Linked DNA regions of Sus scrofa: regions 2 and 3 are each linked to region 1. Evidence: chromatin contacts called from public Hi-C data. All regions are on one chromosome and are shown on one strand. The core of a region is the stretch at or near the end of the contact, and the rest is flanking DNA. Distances in the headings are between cores, read along the strand shown. Region 1 overlaps LOC102158075 (a long non-coding RNA gene). Region 2 overlaps PDE7B (cAMP-specific 3',5'-cyclic phosphodiesterase 7B). Region 3 overlaps PDE7B (cAMP-specific 3',5'-cyclic phosphodiesterase 7B).

Region 1 (3,211 bases), core at 548-3,047:
AGATATATCCTAGTGATACCTGTTTTACCTAAACTCTCAATATTTATAAGTTAGGCTAAGTAAGGGTTACTATTGGAATAGTTTCATTAAATATATAAATACAGAAATTCTGTCCCACCCCACCCCCCAACCCCCACTCACTTCCCATCAAAGAAACAAACCAGTGTGATTATGACAAGAGGCATAACTATGAAATAGAAATGTTTCATGGTTCATTGTCCTTAAGGGATAATTGATGTCCTGCAAATTAATTGGGCAAGAGAAAAATATTTCAGGCCTTTAAATAGAATAAATGCAAGAATGGAAGTGCCATCTTGGACCTGTCCAAGTGATCAAAGGAAGGTCAATGTACTTAAGACATTTATTCCACAATAATAAGGGATAATAGGTAGGTGGTATAACCTTCCAAAAACACACTTTTGTTTTAGTCATAGAGTTTTTTTTTTCAAAGTCTTCATCTATAGAGAAGGACATTGAGGCCAAAAGCATTAAAAACTTGCCTAATATTATTTGATACATTTGTATCTTCACAGTGACCAGCTCTCCAGTCTCCAGGACCCAGTCTGGGCTCTCTCAACCCATCACAACTTCCCCCATCACAGGGAGATGGAGGAAAAGGAGGTGAACAACGACAACAGAATTCACAGGAGCCCGTTTTAATATGCGTTCCTAAAACTCTCACTTTGAAATCAGGTTGAAAAAGGCTAAAGCTGGAAATCTTACGAAATAAAGCTTGTGCTAAAAACCATGAAACGGTCCACACAGCATGTGGTATGGGTGAAATGCTCAAAGAACGGCAGAATTGAACAAAATAATTTTTTTCCTGTCCAACTGATTATCACCAGTGTTAACAATTTGTGGGGTTAGGGATTCCCAGGCAGCAGGCAGGTATCATTAAAGGAAAAGAAATCCACGTCTGTGATATTTTACCTTCCATCTGCCTTTTTTTTTCTTTCTTTTCAGGGCCACACCCATGGCACATGGAAGTTTCCAGGCCAGAAGTCAAATCAGAGCTGTAGCTGCCAGCAACAGCCATAGCCACAGCAATACCAGATCTGAGCCTCATCTGCAACATAAACCACAGCTCATGGCAACACTGGATCCTTAACCCACTGATCAAAGCCGGAGATTGAACCCTCATCTTCATGGAAACTAGTCAGATTTGTTACCACTGCCCCACCACAGGAACTCCCCTGTTTACTTTTTTAATGACTAAATTTCGTTGTAATACTCAGTTTGAATAGAAAATAACGGGTAAGTCCCATGTATATCTTAAAGAAATAAAGAAAAACAGAAGTGTTTATGATATAATTCTTCAGTAGTTTTGTCAAAACTAACCTGCTTTTGATCGAAGTAGACAAGACTATTTTATCTCCATCCAAAGTTTTATTCTATCATCTGTTAAAACTAATTTTTCGAATCTTAGATCCAAACACCTATCTATCCAGGCCCTATCAATCACTAAACCCATGGATGATTTTAAAGTCTTGGGACTGGGGCACTAACACTTTCATCAGAAATTCTGTACTTGAAATGAGTATTTTGCTTCCAAAATTCATCCCAGCTAATGCACCCAGTGTAGCCATTGCTCAAAAATATTTTTTGGAATCCATCTTCAGGAAATGCCTTCACAACTAGATTACAGCAATCTCTGCAAGAAAACCACTTGAATGATTTGAAGTCGTACGTCATTTGTGACCAGTCGTGATTTCATTGAGCTTGCTCATCCACTCATTCATCAGGTTTGGCACTTGTCTCCTTCCAGAAATCAAATTCATCCTCAGAGGAGAAATAGATACTCTTGCTGAAGTAGTTTTCCAAAGACTCTGAGGCAATTCTTGGGCAGGCTCTTCTGGGATGCATACAGGGACACAGAGCCAGCAGAAAGTGGGAAGAAATCTGGGTGGCCAGAGACGTGTTCACTGGGGTCCACGTGTGGTCCGGGGTGTTAACCACGTGCCCAACGCTGGTGGTCCTGTGAGGGCCAAAGGCCTTACCATCCTGTGTTGGTTCAGGCAGTCAGTGGTTCCAGCCTGACCTACTGGCCAAGAGTCCTGGACTTAGTGAGATCTTTCCCTCCAAACATGGACCACAAAGACTGAAGGCCACATCCCCGGCCTCAGGAGCTCTGATTTAAACGCTAGCTCTGAAATCATCTGGCTACTTGCATTTGAGCAATTTACTTGCATTACTTTTTATGCTTTTGCATAAAATCTGTTGCTAAGAAACAGATGTAACTTTAAGTAAATGAGTTTATATCAAGTCATTTTCTATCACATTTGTCACAGGGTCTCCTAGTTATACGCACATGCTCTGAGGTCGGCAAACCTGGGTTCAGTCCCAGCTCTTCCACTCAATTCTCTGAGCTCCATTGTCATCTATAAAATGGGGATAAAAATCTTTCTCTCTTTTTTAAACAAAACCAGCCTTTTTAAATTTTTTATAGTTGATTTATAGTGTTGTGCCAATTTCTGCCATACAGCAGTGACCCAGTCATACATATATATATGTGTGTATATATATATACACACACACATACATACATATATATATATATTCTTTTTTCATACTCTCTTCCATCATGTTCTATTCCACAAGATTGGATACGTCCCCTGTGATGTACAGTAGGACCTCACTGCTTATCCATTCTAAAGCAACAGTTTGCATCTCCCTATACATCCCACTCCCTCCCTCTTGCCTCTTGGCAACCACAAGTTTGTTCTCTCTGGCTCTTGAAAGGTTGTGGATTAGATGAGAGAACCTGTATCCTAAGCATCATTCTTAACACATTAAACTGTTCACTAATTGCTGATATGACTGCACTTTGGATAAAGGAGGAAATGAGATGAATTAAACCCAGTTTCTATCTTCACCTTGTTCGAAAGTGCCCAGTGGAGTTGGAGCGAGACAGACTGGAAAGCAAATAGAACTGCAACAAATCCAGCAGCAAAGAAAACACCCAGTTGTTGGGAAGTGGTCATACTCCTGGAGGGCTTAGGGGAGAAGGAGAGTCAGAAAAGACTCTAAGAAAAATGCTCTTTAAGCTGTGTCTTAAAAGATAAGGAAGAATCCCCAAGGGGCAAAAACAGCAAATGCCATAGAGTTACATACACTAGCATAGTGCTTTGGAGTCCAAAATTTACTCGTTGTCTTTGGAGATCAGATGAGGTGGTGGCGTTATCCATTGGGAGGGGCTGGTTTATCATGCAAG
Region 2 (3,532 bases), core at 984-3,483, 270 kb before region 1:
CCAGGACCATGGCTCCACTAAGGAGTTAGTGTGGAGAAACACTGGATGGCAGTTGAAAAAGCCATGGTTTTCCTGGCTTCTCTGCTTCCAAATGATTATATGCTCTGAAAAGTCATAATTTAGTGGGTAATTATTTCTACCAGGCACTGTTCTAGGTGCTTCAGATATATTAATCCTTATTTGATCCTTATGCTCAACCCACAATGGAGAAGGTAGAGTCATCTCCATCTTACATGTGGGAAATTGAGGCAAAGGATTATTGAGTAACTTGCCCGAGGTGATGTTTGTAGTAAATCCTGGAGTCTTGATTTGAATTCAAGAGCCCATACTCATCATAAGAGCTTAGCATGAAAATTCAGTTGATACCATAGGGACTTGTTTGTTTGTTATATCTATAAAATGACTTTGTTGGCCACGATGGTCTCCCAGATCCTTCTCAGATTAACAGTGTTTGTTCCTGGTACAAGAGCTGCCCTGACCAAACTGCAAATCCTCACACAAGCCCTCTTCCTTTTCCTACATTCTTTTGGATCTGCACCTCACACTAGATTTTGCTTCCTCTGTTTTTCTCAAATACTTTCTCAAAGGCTGCTCCTGTACCCAACCCAAACTTACTGCTTTGATCCTGCCTTGCAGACCTCTGTTCTCTTGACCTTTGGTTTTGTAGGTTACCCTCTGAAGGAGCAGTGCTCTTCATTATGGGAGGAGCAAAAATTTTTCCGTCATAAAATCCGATGACTGACCCAGTAGAGTTATGTTCTCTTGTACACAGTACCACCAAGTGGCCCTCTTCTACTTGCATCTCCTTCCTTCCACAAAACTGCACACACAGCAGGTCTTATGATGGGTTTCAGAGTACATAAGATGCTTTTGTACGTATTACATTATTTAAGTAGAAGGCTAAGCATTGTTACTCTGCTCTACAGGGAGTTTCAAAAGGATAAGATATTCCCCAAGATCACACTGCTAATGAGGGACAGAGTTGAGATTTGCATCCAGACATTCTCTAAGTTCTTTCCACTACACATACCAGTCTGTTCTCTTTCTATACTGCTTTCTGTTTTCTCTAACACAAAGGGTTCATGGACTTCACTTTTCAAAACTCACTGTGGATAGTGAAATGTTTATGGCTTTAGCTGTTTGCCTTCACAGAAGTGTCTGTTTTTTTCACTGAAAACCGGTTATAGCTAATTACCAACACTTGGAGCTCTCAGAGGATGAAAGATGAAATTATATTGCAAAACTCACTCTGACATAATTTTTGCAGTGTTTATCAAGATTGGTGGCATAGTTATTTCTGCCTGATAGAGCATTCTCAGAGCCTATATCAGAATTATTCTCAAAGTGCCTTGGACCAAGATCCCTACTCAGTTCCTATACCTGGGTGCAGGAGAGAGACACCTTAGTTATATTGCACATGCCCTCAGCCCTCACAGATACAGATTCTGCTAAAACTGGGTTTGTCCAGAGGCTCTAGTCATCGTTTTGCATGGTGAAAAATGCGGTTTTTAATGTGCATTTCATGTGCGCAATAGAATTCGAGACTAAAAGTGGTGCATGGAGATTATCTGTGTGAGCTATAGGGCCTAAAATAACCTAACACAGTGACTCTGAACTCTGAGCCATCCAACCCCTGGATCTCTCTGAGGGGGTCCAACCCGACCTTAGAGATATAGCCTTTCTAGTGCCCTCTACTGTCCAGGGCTGAAGTGACAGGAAACACAGTTCTGCATTCTGGATGTTTACTTAATAACTTAAAAAAACTACTCTTGGGCTGAAAGCAGGTTTTCCAAGTTTTGGTTCATAATAAGTAGTTTTTAAACATTTAAAAATAGGGGTGTGTAATAAAATGCTGAGAGACTCTCTGGAGATTGCTGCTGCTGGCACTGCTCTAATAGAAAGCATACGCATTGAGCCAACATTGACTGAAGAAGAAAACAAAGCTGTTAAAAGCTGGTAGGCTCATTTTCCAATAGCAGTAGCATTAATATCCTTCAAGTCACTCCTAACCATCGCTAATTAGAGGTTTATGAGGGATGGCCCTTCCCGATGGGTCACTTCAGGTTAGGCAGCCCACAGATTGGCTGTTGACTGTTGGCAACAATGGATTTGTGAAGAATTTCTGCTCAGCTCGAGGTGATTATCTTTTTTTTTCTTCTACTGTGTGTCTCTTATTTTGACTGGCTGAGGTTGGGTTGGACGATGAGGCCCTGATTCAAAGACAGTGCCAGGTTGTTGCTGGAGAGCTGCACTGACAGATTGTTGAAAACTTATTAGGCTTACGTTTTAACAGCCTGCAATGGGATGGAAATGTGCTCTTTCACTGGAAAAACTTAGAAAGGAAAACATGAGCTTGAGCTGAAATCAGCCCCGGGTCCAAATCTGCTGTCCTCTGGCACCAGACTGCCAAGGGCTGCACAGTGTTTAGAGATCAAGGCCTGGCTATGCCACCCACACGGTGAAAGGGACTCTGGCCACTGTGAAGTAGACGATTCTGAAAATGCACCTTCCAGGAGCTGGGGAAATTATAATGGGCTCAACGCTAGGTGCTAATGGCTTCAGCAGCAGCAGGCATTGGCCTCACATGAGGTTTCAACTGGGTGGTGAGGGGTTGTTCTTTTGGCCAGAGCCATTCTGTGCAATGATCTAAGAAAAAGGAATAAGGAACACCTCAAAACGTGGTGCCTTTTTTGACGTAGAAATGGGCAAAAGGATTGCAGCCAGTGCTGTTCGTGAGAGATATCTGGAGCCACTGGATTGTAATTATTTGTCACATAGTTAAAAGAATTCATTGAGCATCTTGCCTCTTCAAAAGTAAACCCAACCTCGCTGTCCTATCCCAGCACAGAAATGTATTATAAATATATATTATAAATATAGTATATTATAAATTACATATTATATATGACATATATATTATATTGTATGTTATTATTTATATTTCATATAATATTATAATTTATGTTTGTATTTTATAATTTATATGTATATATTTTTAAATCACTGTTAGCCCCTACTTCCCTGCTGCTTACCTGTGAGTGCCACTTGAATTAAGCCCTCTGCCCTGACCTACCACAGCTTTGCTCCCATCTCGGGAGGCTACTGAGGGATCTTAAAAGGGTTTCTGGGCTTTGCATAGGCCTGTCTCTGCTAGGAGGGACCCTGTCTTTCGCCAGCCAGCTTTTTCCCATCCTCCAGATAGCCCTGGGGTCCTCTCTTCTTAGGAACCTTTCTGGTAGCCCCAGGCGTGTTGGGTGCACACCATTGAGAGTGCCCATAGGCTTCTATGTTTACACTTCAGACCAGGCTGTAATCTTCCTGAGGACAGGATCTAGCCTAAATCTCCTTTTTTTTTTTTCCCGTCCACCCTCACAATATAGTGACTGCACAGAGTAGGCCCTTGAAAATGGTGTCTTTTTGAACACCATTCCTTCGCTCATTCCTTCACTCATTTGATAACTCTTAATGGAGTTCCAAGCATCCAGGCCCTGTTAGACTTTAGGCAGTTCAGTCTCTTAACAGAACCTATCTT
Region 3 (3,109 bases), core at 112-2,611, 420 kb before region 1:
CTCTAACTTAAATCCTGAGATATAAGCTTAGCTGCTGTTAACACAACTGATATCTTGGGGGTTGGAGAGAGAAAAAACAGAGCTGGTTAATAAAAGTACAAATCATTCACATAAAAATAAGGAAGAAATACATATTAGCGTTTATTTCTGCAACTGGTAACATGTTTTTATTAATTCTATACTTCATTTTGCCACCCATATACTCTTTGCCTTCAGCAAGCACCTTGTGTAGTCATAATTCTCTGCCTAGTAGGACAAACCGAACATTTATTCCTAAAGGGCATAAATGATTAGCAGCTTTGCTTTAGTTTTTACCACACTGTGTGGAAGTACTAAGATGTATCCTTTTGAGATTTACAGACACACTCCTCCTAACCTTCTTAGTGTAGTGGAAACTTCATATCCTCTTGATGATCAGAATCAGTCACTTCAGCCGAATTAAAATTCCTCTTCTCTACCCATTGACTCACTACCACGAGTACTTTTATGTAGCCAGATGACACTGTCAAATTTCCATTTAATGGAACGCTTTCTGTGGCCCCCAGGAGACTCATTCCTTCCTTGAGAACTAAGCCCTTTAAGCCAGAAGAACCCAGGTTGTAGAGCTGAGAAGCAGTACTTTTGTTAGTGACTCATCAGCAGTCAGTAGTGAGATAAGCCACATCCACTTCCACTTCTGATTCCCAGACCTGTGAGGCCTGGCTGTGAGAGAAGCATTGTAAGTTAAACACTGACTTATCCTGAATGGCATTACTCTAGTCCTTCAATGTGTTGTCATCCATCTGACATCATAACCCAGTCTTCAAAAGGTCATTCTATCAGGTCAACTGTTTCAGAGTGATGGAGAAGGTAATAATGCAAGGGAATCTCATGCACACAGACCTAATGCTGCCCTTTCTTAGCTGTAGAATGATTTCTTTCATCAGAAGCTGTGCAGTATGGAATATCATGGTGGGGAACAAGTCCACAGAGGGTGATTTTGGCAGAAACATTGCAGGTAGGAAAGGCGAATGTATATCCACAGTAGGTTTCTGTTCCATTGAGAACAAAGAATCGACCTTCTAGGATGGAAGTAATGTAATCACTCTACTTATCGCCCTGCAACCTGCTGATCCTCCTGGAAATAGTGTCATATAGGGCTCAGTATTAACTTTCAGCAGCAGATTGGCCACTCAGCAGTAGCTGTTGCCAGATCAGCCCTGATGATGAGAAATGCACATTGCTTAGCCCATACAAAATCTCTTTGCCTGCTGCCCGTAGCTACTTTGTTTATGAGCTCATGGGACAAAGACAGGGATAGCTGCAAAAACAGGCTCACTCATGCCCACAGAGTGGATCATGGTGTCCTCTGCTGCTGAAGTGGCTCTTGTGGGAAGAGGTCATGAGAGGATGTGACCACCTGTTGACCTGCAAGCTGGGCCCAGGCAATATGTGACCTCTTACCCCCTCCACATCTTTGAAATGTGCATTCCTCTTGCTTTCCCTGTGCTAGCCTTGAGAGAGTCTGTGAGTCCATCTGAACTGTGTATGTGACTGAACCCAGTTAAGGCTTCTATGTATAAACTTTTTAGATTCTGGCAGGCAGGCATGGAGACAAGCCTCCCAAGTAAGTTCCCTTGCTTATTAAAACTGCCAGCTCCCAACCCAGAGTGGACTGCCTCTTTCTGTAGTTTCTCCTTGCTCTCTGTGTACAGGGACCAGTTTACAAATCAACAGCTCTTTGGTGAGCATTGATGAAGGACCAAACGATTCTCATGATTTATGCCCAGAATCTACCCACATACTTCTTGTCAGACCTCACTATCACCGATTTTCCAATCACTTTGCTTCTCACTGATGACTAGCCAACCAAGCTATTAGCCACGGCCCATGTCTCAATATGTATCTTCCCATCTCTTTCCCACAAAACTTTCCCCAAGGATTAGGAAGTGGGCAAGAGTGTGTTCTTTGTTCAGTCTATTCAACATTCAACTAAAACTTTCAGTCATTTCTATAAGATGAGCAAAAAAGACAAGAAAGGAAGTATTTTCTAATTTTTAAAAAATATTAGAAAGGAAAAAGTAAAGCTATCTTGACTCACAGGTAACATGATCATGTACGTAGAAAACTAATCTAAAAAAATACTGCTGATGCACACAAATGATTTTAGTAATGTTGCAGATACAAGGTCAATGTAAAAAATCAATTTTATTTCTGTTACTAGCAAAGAACAATTGGAAGATAAAATAAAAAATAATACTATTTATAACGTCAAGTGATATAAAATAAGAATAACTAAAATATGTGCAAGATCTGTTACACTGAAACTAAAAAATGTTGGGAGAAATTAAAGATGATCTAAATAAATAGAAGTATATACCCTGTTCATTAATAGAAATACTATTTTTAAGATGTGAATTTTTTCTAAATTGATTTATAAATTCAAAGTATTCCCAAACAAAATCTCAGGAGTTTTTTTTTAAAAAAAATACATAGACAAATAAAATGTACATAGGCGTTAACAAGATGATTTTAAAATTTATATGGCTACTCAGAATAGCCAGAACGGTCTTGAAATAAAATTATACTTTGGGGGTATTTGTACTTTTTGCTTTCAAAACTTACTATAATTGTGATGATGTGATGTTGTGTAAAGAAAGACTAATAGTTAAAAGCAAATATTATGTCTAGAAACAGATCCACATTTACAATCACTTGATTTTTTCTAACCAAGGTACCAACATTACTTAAATGGGGGTAAAGAAAGTCTTTTTAACAAAAGGTTTTGCAAAAGATAACTTATATGAAAAAAAATATGAACCCCAAACCTCACCCCAAACCACCCATGAAAATTAACTCGATAGACCATAGTCCTAAATATAAAAGATAAAATTCTAAAGCAGTGGATTACTTTTGTAACACTTGGAGAGACAAATACCTCTTAGAACACAAAATATACTAATCATAAGAGGAAAATTTAATAAAGTGGACTACATCAAAATTAAAAACTGCTTATCAGTGCTAACATTAAGAAAATAAATATAAAAGCCACAGATTGGGAGAAATATTTACAACCCAAAGGACTTTTATTTAAACCCTGTGAACACTGCTACAACACAATAATGCTAAT

The links. Hi-C and Micro-C count contacts between places; a contact is called where the count stands out from the background.
Region 2: a contact with region 1 is called in a Hi-C map of skeletal muscle, with 4 times the contacts expected there. The contact joins two enhancer-like sites. A contact is called at or near these places in 4 of 47 Hi-C or Micro-C datasets (embryonic fibroblasts, fetal heart ventricle, heart right ventricle and 1 more) and 1 of 2 datasets of contacts at active chromatin or transcription factors (skeletal muscle).
Region 3: a contact with region 1 is called in a Hi-C map of psoas muscle, with 1.9 times the contacts expected there. The contact joins two enhancer-like sites. A contact is called at or near these places in 2 of 47 Hi-C or Micro-C datasets (psoas muscle and skeletal muscle) and 1 of 2 datasets of contacts at active chromatin or transcription factors (skeletal muscle).

The regions. Positions count from the first base shown.
Region 1 is chr1:27,932,632-27,935,842 of Sscrofa11.1, reverse strand. It overlaps LOC102158075 (a long non-coding RNA gene), which reads left to right. Exons shown (of 2, transcript XR_297933.3): 2 at 534-753. It also overlaps a transcript of MTFR2 not described here. Among named protein-coding and RNA genes, the nearest start is that of MTFR2, 25 kb to the right of the region's middle. Within about 2 kb of position 1,797, at least 3 of the 83 cell types and tissues checked have an H3K27ac peak or open chromatin away from gene starts, as enhancers often do. A contact at or near this core is called in skeletal muscle, where this site is marked.
Region 2 is chr1:28,205,767-28,209,298 of Sscrofa11.1, reverse strand. The region is part of intron 2 of PDE7B (cAMP-specific 3',5'-cyclic phosphodiesterase 7B); the gene reads left to right. Among named protein-coding and RNA genes, the nearest start is that of PDE7B, 220 kb to the left of the region's middle. Within about 2 kb of position 2,233, at least 9 of the 83 cell types and tissues checked have an H3K27ac peak or open chromatin away from gene starts, as enhancers often do. A contact at or near this core is called in skeletal muscle, where this site is marked.
Region 3 is chr1:28,350,258-28,353,366 of Sscrofa11.1, reverse strand. The region is part of intron 2 of PDE7B (cAMP-specific 3',5'-cyclic phosphodiesterase 7B); the gene reads left to right. Among named protein-coding and RNA genes, the nearest start is that of PDE7B, 74 kb to the left of the region's middle. Within about 2 kb of position 1,361, at least 3 of the 83 cell types and tissues checked have an H3K27ac peak or open chromatin away from gene starts, as enhancers often do. A contact at or near this core is called in skeletal muscle, where this site is marked.